Regions from separate parts of the Mus musculus genome. Here region 1 is linked to region 2. A link is a contact called in public Micro-C data. All regions are on one chromosome and are shown on one strand. Each heading gives the region's core, a stretch centred on a gene start, on an enhancer-like site or on the middle of the called end of the contact. The rest is flanking DNA. Distances are from core to core; before and after follow the strand shown.

The links. Hi-C and Micro-C count contacts between places; a contact is called where the count stands out from the background.
Region 1: a contact with region 2 is called in a Micro-C map of embryonic stem cells, with 2.6 times the contacts expected there. The contact joins the promoter of Gpc1 here to the promoter of Lrrfip1 in region 2. A contact is called at or near these places in 1 of 39 promoter capture datasets (liver), 1 of 484 Hi-C or Micro-C datasets (embryonic stem cells) and 1 of 115 datasets of contacts at active chromatin or transcription factors (pancreatic cancer cells).

What each region holds. Positions count from the first base shown.
Region 1 is chr1:92,828,553-92,834,330 of GRCm38.p6, forward strand. Gpc1 (glypican 1) reads left to right here and starts at 3,093. Exons shown (of 9, transcript NM_016696.5): 1 at 3,093-3,545. The coding sequence starts at 3,380. It overlaps Gm29481 (a long non-coding RNA gene), which reads right to left. Exons shown (of 3, transcript XR_003947946.1): 1 at 4,143-5,778.
Region 2 is chr1:91,051,493-91,056,609 of GRCm38.p6, forward strand. It overlaps Lrrfip1 (leucine rich repeat (in FLII) interacting protein 1), which reads left to right and starts at 1,952. Exons shown (of 25, transcript NM_001310732.1): 1 at 1,952-2,231. The coding sequence starts at 2,166.

The DNA of each region.
Region 1 (5,778 bases), core at 1,843-4,342, 1.8 Mb after region 2:
CTGTTGCCCCCTCATCTTAGTTTCATACTCTGTGAATATAGAAAATAGCTTCAAATGGCTTGAAGGAATGCAGTTTCTCTTTAGGTTGGTTTTCTACTCATTCATTTCTGCTTTCTATCTCATAACCATACCCCACTTTGGGCAGGCAAGGACCCCAAGACACCCCCGTTTACTGGTCATACAGTGGTTCCAGCACCCATCCTCCCAAAATCTCTCATTGTAACTCCATTCTGAACCGCCACAGGAGGTAGCCCTAACCAGGTAAAACCCTGGATTTGACATCCACTGCCCTAGAGATACCTGTGTCAAGCTATGCCACAGCTCAGCTGAGGGACAGCTAAGCTGTTGCTTGTGTTGCCTCATATGTGACTATAACTCTGCAGCCAGGGATACAGGGGCAAGTAAGACAAGGTCTGCTGGGAGCAGCTCTCATCACAGGGATAACCAGTTTCCAGCTGCCAGCACTTTGGGATTCAAGACCTCTCTCAGCAACTGTTACTCTAAAATGTATCGAGTCTCCCTTCTTCGTAGGTTGGGTGGGGTGACGAGGAAGGAAGCTGCATGGGTGAGCACAGTTGAACAGAAGCCCCAGGAGGTGGGGGTGGGGTGGGCAGCATCTTCACTCTGTTCCTCCCAAGATCTTGTCACCTTGACTACAGCTGGATGGCTTCAGCAGAGTCCCCTCTGCCATGATGTCCTTTTAGCTCCGGCTGCCTGAACATTTATTTCCTGCTCAGCCTACTTGCTTTTTATTGCTAAGGCTGACAGGTCCTGCCTACTCAGGACTGAGAGGACTGGTTGCCTAGGTCCCTCCCTGCCCCTTGACTATGAGCTGAGACAGAGGGACCTCTGTGGACTCAAAAGACAACACTCAGCATGGTGGTGATGGGGGGGGGCAGCTTATCTCCTGCATATTTGATATATCCCAAATGCACTTCCTCCCACCTCCAGAGGAGATGTGGATGCTATGCTGTGACCCGGGCTGCTCATGCAGCTGGTGAAAGGTAGACACTCACCACTGAATCTCAGGTTTATTTCCTTTCAGTCAAGGTTGAGGCAGGTAAGTTAGCTCAGGTGTCACCTAACTAGGTACACTCTCTGACAGCTTTCTGCTACTTTTCGTAAAGTGTCCTGATCAGTAAAAGTGAGAAGAGAAACTTGGCCTTGGCATGACAAACACATCTAAGGGCCCCTTCTTGGGAGCACTAAGGCCGCTTCCATCCCAGGTTTGAGACCCCAGAAGGGAGGGGAGGCTGCTGGGGACCTGCCAGTCCTTACATGCTCCCCTCAGGCTTCCTTAGTCAGCCCCTGGGCTGCTCGCATACATGGTTCCTCAAGATTATGGAGACTCCAGTATGGAGAGGAGCACCACTTTGGAGCACTATCTTGGCTGCCAGTAGTATGACCTGTGGGAAAGTGCTATGCTGTTCTTTTGCAGGTACAGTGATAAAGATTTCCCTAGAAAAGACAGCCAACCTATACAGCATCATAGCAAAGGCCATAGCCTAAAGACCTGCCATTTTGGGGTCCAGAAATGGCTCAGACACTGAGCCTACCCCAAGGAACTATCTAGGCTGGTCAACTTACAAAGAGGCATTCAGTGGTGATGGCATGTTGAGAGGCCAGAACACATGGGGAGCACAGAAAGCAAGTAGGAGCCCTGGCCATTGCAAGTCCTCTATTAAAAGTGACAGGGATCCAAGCTGTCCTGGCCAGGACATGCAGTGGACAGGGGTCCGTGAGTCAGGAGCAGTGTTACAGTAGAGGGATGTGAGGATATCTGCTCCGATAGATTGGTTTTCCATTGTTACTCTCAAGCAATGACTGCAGAGATTAATTGGATCACTTTCCTAGGAGTTAGGACAGGAAACCCACCCCCTAAGGTGGACAGAACCCCTGACGGGAGGACATCCTGAGGCATGGGTGATTGGGGGTTTTGCCACAAACCTGCAAAGCCCTGATTCAGCTGAATCCAAGAGCGCTGCACTCTATTGACACATAGTGGTAATCTATGACTCTCAACCATAAACCACATCTCGCTTTCTTCCCATTCCCAGATTAGGTATCTAGATTCAGTCTAACCTCAGCTATGATGGCCTCTTCATAGGATAAAGGGAACAGCAGGAGGGATAGTGCTGCCCGGCAGCAGCTAAGCAAGAAACTCCAGACCCAGCACCATCACCAGCTCCCAGGTAGGTCCCAGGTAGGGTCCCTTCTCCCCACAATCATCCCTGCAGCTGCGTGACAGTTGGTGGTCTGCCACACCTGGCCTGGAGTTGAGCTGCCCAACATTAACTCCTCGCTCTATTCCTTTTGCCAGAGGTCACCTACCACGCTGCACCCAAGCCTACAGACCTGCCTCTGCCCCATTGCTCTAGCACCTAAATAGTCACGAAGAGGGACCGTAACAGTCGCTGGCAATCTGCATCAACTGAAGTCATCTGAGCTGATGAAGGCTAGTTTTTTTTTTTTTTTTTTTGGCCAGTTTTCAGCCCCCTCATCCTCCTCCAAAACACGTCAGACGAGAACTGGAGCCGCTCAGGGGCGGCTAGAAAGGGCGTATGGATGTAGGAGTTGTTGCTGGGGGGTGGGGGGCAGCAGGTGAGTAGGGAAGTGACCGGACCAGGACTGAGTAGTAGAAGCGCTAAGAGAGCAAGCCGGTAAGGTGAAGGATGGAAAGGAGCAAAGAGATGCCGAATTCGGCTGGGGGCGGGGAAGCTCCTGATTGGCCAGCGGAGGACGTGATGTCACGTCCGGCGAGGGAAGCCCTGCCTCAGCTGCCCCCCCCCCCCGCCCTGCCCCCGCCCCCACAGGTGGTGCCGCCGCCCTGGGTGCTGGGCTGGGGGGGACACCTTAGGGGACCCCGGACTCGGCCTTTGCACTCCAGGCTCTCCCCGCCGCCTCCCATCTCACCCAGGCAACGGAGCACATCGCCTGGGCTGAGAGAACATTCCCTCCTCTCCCTCCGGAGAGCGAAGGGGCGCCCGGTGCGCCCCGATCGTGCCCCGCCTCGCCCCGCCCCGCCCCGCCCGGGCGCTCCCCTCTTCCCGCCCGCGCTCCCCGCCCCTCCCTGCCCCTCTCCGCGGCCGCCGTGGGGCCGGGCGGGCGGCGGGGGAGGCGCCGAGCCGGGGCTGCGCGTTCGCCCGCCGCGCTCTAGGCGGCCCGACTGAGCGGCCGGACCTCGCGCCTCGCGCCTAGCTCCCCGCGCCGCAGCCGCAGCCGGCTTTTGTTGTCTCCGCCTCCTCGACTGCCACCGCCTCTGGACCACGAGCGTCGCGCGCTGGGACCTTGGCTCTGCCCTTCGCGCACACTGGGCTGAGCGGGCCGGCCGGGACCGAGGGAGGCGCGCACCGGCGGCCAGGGAGCCTCGGGCCCCGCCATGGAACTCCGGACCCGAGGCTGGTGGCTGCTGTGCGCGGCCGCCGCGCTGGTCGTCTGCGCCCGCGGGGACCCCGCCAGCAAGAGCCGGAGCTGCAGCGAAGTCCGCCAGATCTACGGGGCTAAGGGCTTTAGCCTGAGCGATGTGCCTCAGGCAGAGATCTCGGGTGAGTAAGGGCGCTGCGTCCGGGGGCACCGGACCCTAGCACTCGGGAGGTCTGATCTGGGCCCCTACCCGCGCCGCAGCTAGCCCCGGGCGCCAGAACCCGCCGCCTGGACTTGGAGTGGCCTCCTGCTCCTCAACTGGTCTATACCCCACGGCCCTCGCCCCCGAGCTCCGATCCGCTCTGTTGCTGCCCAGTTCCCAGCCACTACGCTCTAGAGTCCCTTCCCCATAGCAATCTGCGCTCCCTTTGGGTTAGGGTTGTTGCTGGGCGTCTTTGGTCCCCGGCTTGGCCCACTGTGCTGGCGGGGCAGCAATCCCAGCTCCGGGACAGCGTGCCTGCCGCCCTTGCGGCGAAGCAAGCGGTAGCTCTGGGACGGTCTATTGGGTCGCATATCCCGGTTGCAGTGGGCTAGGAACTTCTCTATGCGGATCTCTCCCAGAGGCGTCAAGGGTTCTGCTTAGGAATTTACGCGGATCCACAGCAGGAGCCGCCTAGGTGGGATTTATGGGGGAGATCCTACACTTCAAGCCTGGGTTCTAAGGAAATGTGAGCCCGCTGCGCGATTCAGGGGACCCCAGGGCTCGAGGGGATTCCTACCTAGGAACTTGTGCCCGCCAGCGCCCCTATCCTAGCACACTCGTGGTCTGACCGGGCGCTCCGGGCCGCCTGGAGCTGCGAGCCCAGCTGCAGGTGGTCGGCGTCTTGGATCCCGCCCAGGGGCCTTGTCATCTCTTTGTAAGAAGAGCGGCCCTCCTGGCGGCGGCCTCGGCCCTGCAGCTGCTGAGAGCAGCCCTTCCCCTCCCTTCCCTTCCCTGCTGCCTCAGGAGCTCTGGGAACCGAATCTTTATGAGCTTGGAGTGCCTATGCAATGTCCCAAGGACCTCCCAAGCCCCAGGCTTTGCTCTTAAATGTGTGGGGAGCTTTCCTGGATAAGTGTAACACCAGGGCCTTGGTGAGCAGGGAATTCCTGCTGTGGGATTCTTCTGAAACTGAGGGGGCTTGCAGACTAGAGACCAAACTCAACTGGTGTCGTAGGCACTCTGAATGAGGAAAGTAAGAGTATTGCCCAGAGGGGTGGCCTGTGGCCCCAACTTGCTTGGGAATGGCAGTAGATAGCCAGCCATGGAGAACCCTGTTTCTGGGGAGAGACAGAACCCACAAGACACATTGTGTGGCCTGAGTCTCTTGACTATCTCCCTCTCAAATGCCCTCAGAACAGGCCTTTCTATGCCTCTCTCTACATACAGCCCTGCCATTGCCAAAGCCACCTCCTACAGTTCTCTGGGCACTGTCACCCGGTGCCTGGCAGCAGCAGGTATAGTTTGGTTGGTACCCTGCTCACTCTACCCACCTCCAAACACACAGAAATAGGAACATATACCCTGACATCCTTGTGTATCTCTTATCCCTGCCAGACGTACCCTGCTCCGCACACATACCAGCCTGAGGCCTTCCAGCCTACATCTTACCTTGGCATGGATATGCCACCCATCTTAATGCCTTCTTGGAGACCTTCTTGAGCTTGTACCCACCCACAGCTACTGTGCCCGAGTAGGCAGGGACTGGCAATGTAGGCAGTGACAAGGGCAGTGAGAGGGCAAAATAAAGAAGCAGAGGTGTGGTCCTTCCAGAGAGCCTGGTTCTTACTACCCTGCAGTTGGGGAATGTGGGGGATTAGGAACAAGACAAGCAAAAGGCTTTGATGTCTGTGAGGACAGCCGTAGATGCCCATCCAGCTGGGGTGTGTAGGCACCCTGCAGAATTACAGCAGTCATACTGGTTGGGGCCCAGTGTTTGTTCAGAGACACCCTATTTATTGACATGCAAGGCTGGGGCCTATGTTTTCCCATCATCCCTATTGGTGCACCTCAGAACTGGTGCCACACTTTTCTGGAACCCCATGGGCTGCACCTCACAGCCCTCAGAGTGGGAGAATACCTCCAAGCCCCAGGGCACTAAAGAGAGTATTAGCATGTGGAGTGAGAAACAGGGTGACCTCCTAAGATAGCAGTAGCCCAAAGGGCAGCCAAGCTCAGGGTCCTGTCTGGTTCTGTGCCACCAGACCTGGACTCTGAGGACCAGGCGCCCTCTGGTGGCCCCTAATGGCGCAGTCCTCCCTGGAGCTCCTATGTAATCCCTTAGTTCCAAAGAGCTCCTACTTATAAGAAATATGGGAATACCCCAGGAGATAGGTGCCTGCTGAGGTTCAACTGGAGTCATTGGGTGATTAGGA
Region 2 (5,117 bases), core at 702-3,201:
CTCCCACTGTCCGTCCCCCCCACCCCCAGGGAGACAGTGGGAGGAGTGAGGGGAGGAATTATCCTTTTCTCTGGCTCAGCCCAGTTCCAGTTCTCAGCCATTTCAGTTTTATGGCCCTGCTTCCTTCTTTCTGTGCGAGAGGAGGCAGCAATGAGTGGGCTGGAAGATTGGAAGGGCCGCTAGGCTAGGACGGTATAGGGTGATGTTCTTTCCTAGACACCAGGCAGAGACAGAGCCTTGTTGTTTATGAGCTTGCTAGAAGCCAACAGATTCCATGGTTCTGGGGATATGCTCTGCAAATTAATAACAAATCTCTTCAGACATTGTCTCCGGACATGCAGAGCAAAGCAAGCTGGCCCCTGGGCTGCTGTGGTGGGGAAGTCCCAGGGTTCCACATGGCCAGAGGCTTAGATTCTCCCTATCTAGGTGAGAATACAGTAACCCGACTCTCTCAGGCTGTGTTATTAACTGGATTCCACTCTCACCTGTAAAGTTAGTCCTAGTAAAACTACTTGGACCCCCATAGAAATTCCACAGCCCTTGCCGTTACGGTGTTATCCAAAACTATTCTCTCTGATTGATAGAGCTTTGTTTGTAAACTGTGATGCTGAAACCAACTGCTGGGAGCAGGTCTTCTCCTTCCCAGGAAGTTTTCCTCATCTGAAACACTTCACCAAAGCTTGGTACCCATTTTCTTTCGGCCTGCATAGTACTCCTCAAACTAGGTCCCCTTCATCCCTTTGGTCCAGGCCATCCTGCCCCCTAGAACTCGTCTTTCTGTGTCTACTCTCTGGTCTACCCAGTCCTTCGAAGCACTACCCAGAGACTTAGTACCAGAATGCTGCTGCCCCACATGTGCATAAGCCAGCGCACACTGGTTCCTTGTTACCAAAAAAGCGTGTCAGCCGGGCTCAGATGTGACTGGCTTCTCTAGATCTTTCTGGAGTCTCCAGTACAGAGAAACAAGGCAGGGGGCCCTCTGATTTTCCTTTTGAGCCCGAAGAAGGCTCTTCTAGGGTGGAGAAAACAGGTCACCCAGGCCATGTGCTCCTGTCCATAGCGCACAACACTGGAACCTTCTGGTTGCTTGCCCGCTTGGCTTTAAGTTTAAATCAGGGGTGCTCCTGCCCAGTGGACGTGGAAGGCGCGTGCTGCGAGTCGGGTCACTGTCCAGCGTGGATACTAGTTCCTCGACGCTCCCTATCGGATCGCGGCTGTCACCTCCGCTTGATTCTCGCTCCTGTCCAGCGTGGTCATGGGCGGTAGCTTTGTGGTCCCCAAAGCCGTGCCGGCTCGGAAGACAGTAGTGACGGGCGCAGCTGCGCTCTGGCAGAGGCTCATGCGGTGTGGTTCCAGCTAAAGCCACGCGTGTCCTAACCGAAGGCGCGCCTCCCTAGGCCTGGGCTGGTCTCCCGCGCTGACTCAGCTGGGGACGGCCAGGGCGTGGCCAAGGGTGGGGTCCCCAGGGTCTTTCCCTCAGTCTTTCCGGTGTCTGCCGCAGGGACTGGGTGGTGATTGATGGCACAGCAGCTTGCTGGCCAGGAGCGGTCTGGAGGGGAGGGAGGCGGTTCCGGAGGCTCTGAGGCGGTGCAAGAGGAGGAGCGTGGGTGGGGCTACGGAGGAGGAGCTGGGGTCCCGGGTAGGCGGGCCCGAGTGGACCTCATGGTAGGAGTGCTTTGGCTGAGAGTGCCATCGTGGGCGAAGCCGACGACTAAAGTGGCAGAATGTGGCTGCGAGGAAGGAAAGTTGGAAGCAGATGGACACAGGCTGGGTGGAACCATAGAGGAAGGGGTACAACCCCCTGGAAAGAGCGCGGGAAAGGGGCTGGGAAGGAAGGAGAGGCGGGCATAGGGTGGGTGGGGCGTGGGGAGAGGCTGGGCGGGGCTGGGGCGGAGTATGCCCCCGGCTCCTCTCTTGCCACCCCCGCCCCCGGCCGGGAGCCACCTGCGCCCCGCCCCGCCGGCCGCACCCCAGCTAGGGAACCTCGGAGTTGGGCGTCCGAGCGTGTGCGCCCAGGGGATCGTTGAAAGTTCTACTTCTGCCTGGACGGCTTTCCTGGATCCCAGAATGTGGCCTCACTGAGAACCCTCTGCCTGTGGACTAGGGAGCGGGTCTTCCGCGCGAACTCTTGGGTGGGAAGTTGGTCTGCACTTCACTTCGGCAACATGACCAGCCCAGAGGGCGCGCAAAACAAGGAAATCGACTGTCTGAGTCCAGAGGCGCAAAGACTGGTAAGAGGGAGACATGATTCAGACCTGTGCCTGCCAGCAACCGCCGCCTGGGTCCCTCAGTTGGTTCTAAGGTCAAGGACAGTGGCCCCTTCAGCTACCGTGGTGCTGCTGGAGTAGAGGCGAGTGGGCTTGGGCCACTCGAAAATCCTGATATAGGGCAGCTCCTGCCTACCATCAGGTGGTTGGCTGAGTGTAAGGTGTCCGTAGGCGGAGCTCTGAAAAGTACATTTTATGCTCCAATGTTCCTCTCAAGGACGAAAAGGAGAGTGGGCTCTCCCTCCACCCCTAGTGATGGTCTTTAGGCAGGCTTTGCCCAGCTGGCTGGCTCTGGCCAGGACCCAACCGAGGTCTGAGATCTGAGGGTGGTGTAGAGTTTCACAGGGAACTGCTGGTTTGGTGTTTTACCGAGTACAGCACCTGGGTCCTCATCCAGCCGCACCACCTTGCCATGAGTGGCTTGGAGGGTTTACAGGTTCTTGACCTCAGGAACACCTTCCTCTAGGATCCAGGGCCCCAGATCCACTTCGGCGGGTGCCAGAAGCCACTTGTGTCTGGGCAAGGTGCTTACGCATATTTTACTTCCCGAACTTACGTAGGGACAGTGGATGAGGACGACGGTGATTGAAAATTGGGCACCGGGGAGTTGGGGGATTTTTGGTTGTTACAGCCTGTGTAGTTTATAGTTTTGGGGTCTGGGAGTTCAGGCAGGATCCATAACCCAAACTAGCCTTGCTCTCAGGATTCTCATGTCTCAACCCTTCCACTATCGGGCTTACAAGCCTGCATCACCCACCCACCCCCCCCACCCCCGCGCGCCTTATCCATGGCTGTGGTTGCTTATTAGTGGGAATATTTCAAAGTAAATTGTACTCTGTGAAACCATGTATTTTATGGAGTTGATACCAGAGAGAGGGGGAGACCCAAGGTTCCCATTTTAGCAGGCTTTTGTGAGACCTTGATAAAAACTGAGCCTCAGCCACTCATTCTCCAGGTAGGAGTTAATCCTGTAGTTAGTTGGTCTTTAAGGAAGAGTAGTCGAGGCAAGGCTGCTCTGACTGGGGGAGCTTCCTCCAAGTGCTAGGAAGGCTAAGTAAACTTTTATTCCAATGACAGACTTGTAAAATGTCAGTTCCTTGCTGAGAATTGCTGGGCTTTTTTCCCCTGTCTGTTTTATAATGTTTATTCTATGTCCCTACTTAAACTTGGGCAGTCAAGGAGGCTTTTGGAGCTGTAACCTGTAGGCCTAGGGAGGGAACCTGCAGGGCCACTTTGGAGCCCTCTTAAGGGAGGCTCAGGGAGGAGAGAAAGCTTCTGAGACATGAGTGTTCAGAACAGAGGCCCAGGCAGACCATAGAAGGCAAGCAGGAGGAGGAAGTCAGCCCTGGGCTGGTTCTAGCGGACAGGAACCAAGTGCCTGCATCCTGGGCAAAGGAAGGAGAAACACCAAACCCCGAGAACAGGGATGTAAAGAAGTCGAGGAGGGGCCCAAGAGGTGGGAATCCACTTCCAACTCCAAGATACCAGCCACAGGTCCCCCTACTCAATTTGGAGCCTGCCTGGGATCCAGGCGGGATACTGTTGTAGCCCAGCAGTAAGAGGATGGAAGCAGTGGTCATTCAGCCTAGCACTCATTGGGCTAATCAGTCCATGTCCAGAATCCAGGAAGCACAGAGTGCTGGATAGTTTGTGAGTGTTTACATGTAAGGCTATGGCCGAATCCATCTAGCAATGAGCCCTGCCCTGCCCCAGATGAGGTTATTTTTAGTCTTTCCTTCTCTCTCTCTTAATGTAATATAACCTTCATACACTGCTCTGTAGCCCTCTCTGTGCATCTGATGGAGGCCCGATACCTAACAAAAAGATGGTCAAAAATCTAACAACGCTGGATTCTTGAACGCATTTAGTTCCAGAAGATTCTAGAAGGAAATTATGAATCTTTAAGAGGTTTACAAAACAGTAGCAAAAGTTTGTTAAAAGAACACAGAAAAAGAAACACAGTGTGGCCCCTGTTTATGAGGCTAATGGCCTGCTGGGCAGGAAGTGTCCAGGGCATGACAATGGCCGGTGTGTTAGAAGGGGGGCCACCCAGCTGCCGTGGACCCTGGGTTGAGCATGTTGCTGGAGGCCAGCAGAGATGGTTACAGAATAGCTTTTGTGTTCTGCAGTAAGTGTCCCTGGCTTGTAGGAGCAGGGGCGTCTCTAGTGGACGAGGGCCGGGTTGAATAGTTGTGAGAGGACCACGTGGGTAAGAGGAAACAGACAGACAGCGTGATCTCCTCAGTCTAAGACAATGGGCAAGACTGGAGCAGAGTGAGATGGTGCAGGGCTGGACACCTGCAACCCTGGCCCTCAGAGGCCGCTCCGAAGGAACTCCAGTTCTAGGCTAGCCTGGACTATCTAGCAAGAGCCTGCTTCAAAACAAACATACAGGGGTTGAGAATATAATTCAGAGCTGGAGTGCTTACCTAACACTGTGTTCAAGGCCTCAGCATCACAAAGGAAAAAGGAGGGGAGAGAGCAGAGTTGAGGGGATGCTAAGCAGGTGAGAAGTCTCAGAGGCTCTGCATCCACAGAGGAAACTGGCGTTCAGTTTGTTTGTGTTTGTTTAATCTTACATGTATGGGTGTTACGGCTGCATGGTTGTCTGTGCCTGACTTGCCTTCCTGATCCAAGTGAAGACCAGAAGAGGGCTTCAGATCCCTTGACGTTATACACTGCACGCTGTGTAGATGCTGGGAATTGAATCCCTGTCCTTGAGAAAGGCGGCCAGTGGTAACTAAGCCATGTCTCCAGCCCCAAAGTGGCATTTCTTCAACTTCCGGAACTTCTCTGAGTCACTCGGGTTGTGTCACCTCTGGTCTCTTTCCACACACTGATGAGCACCTA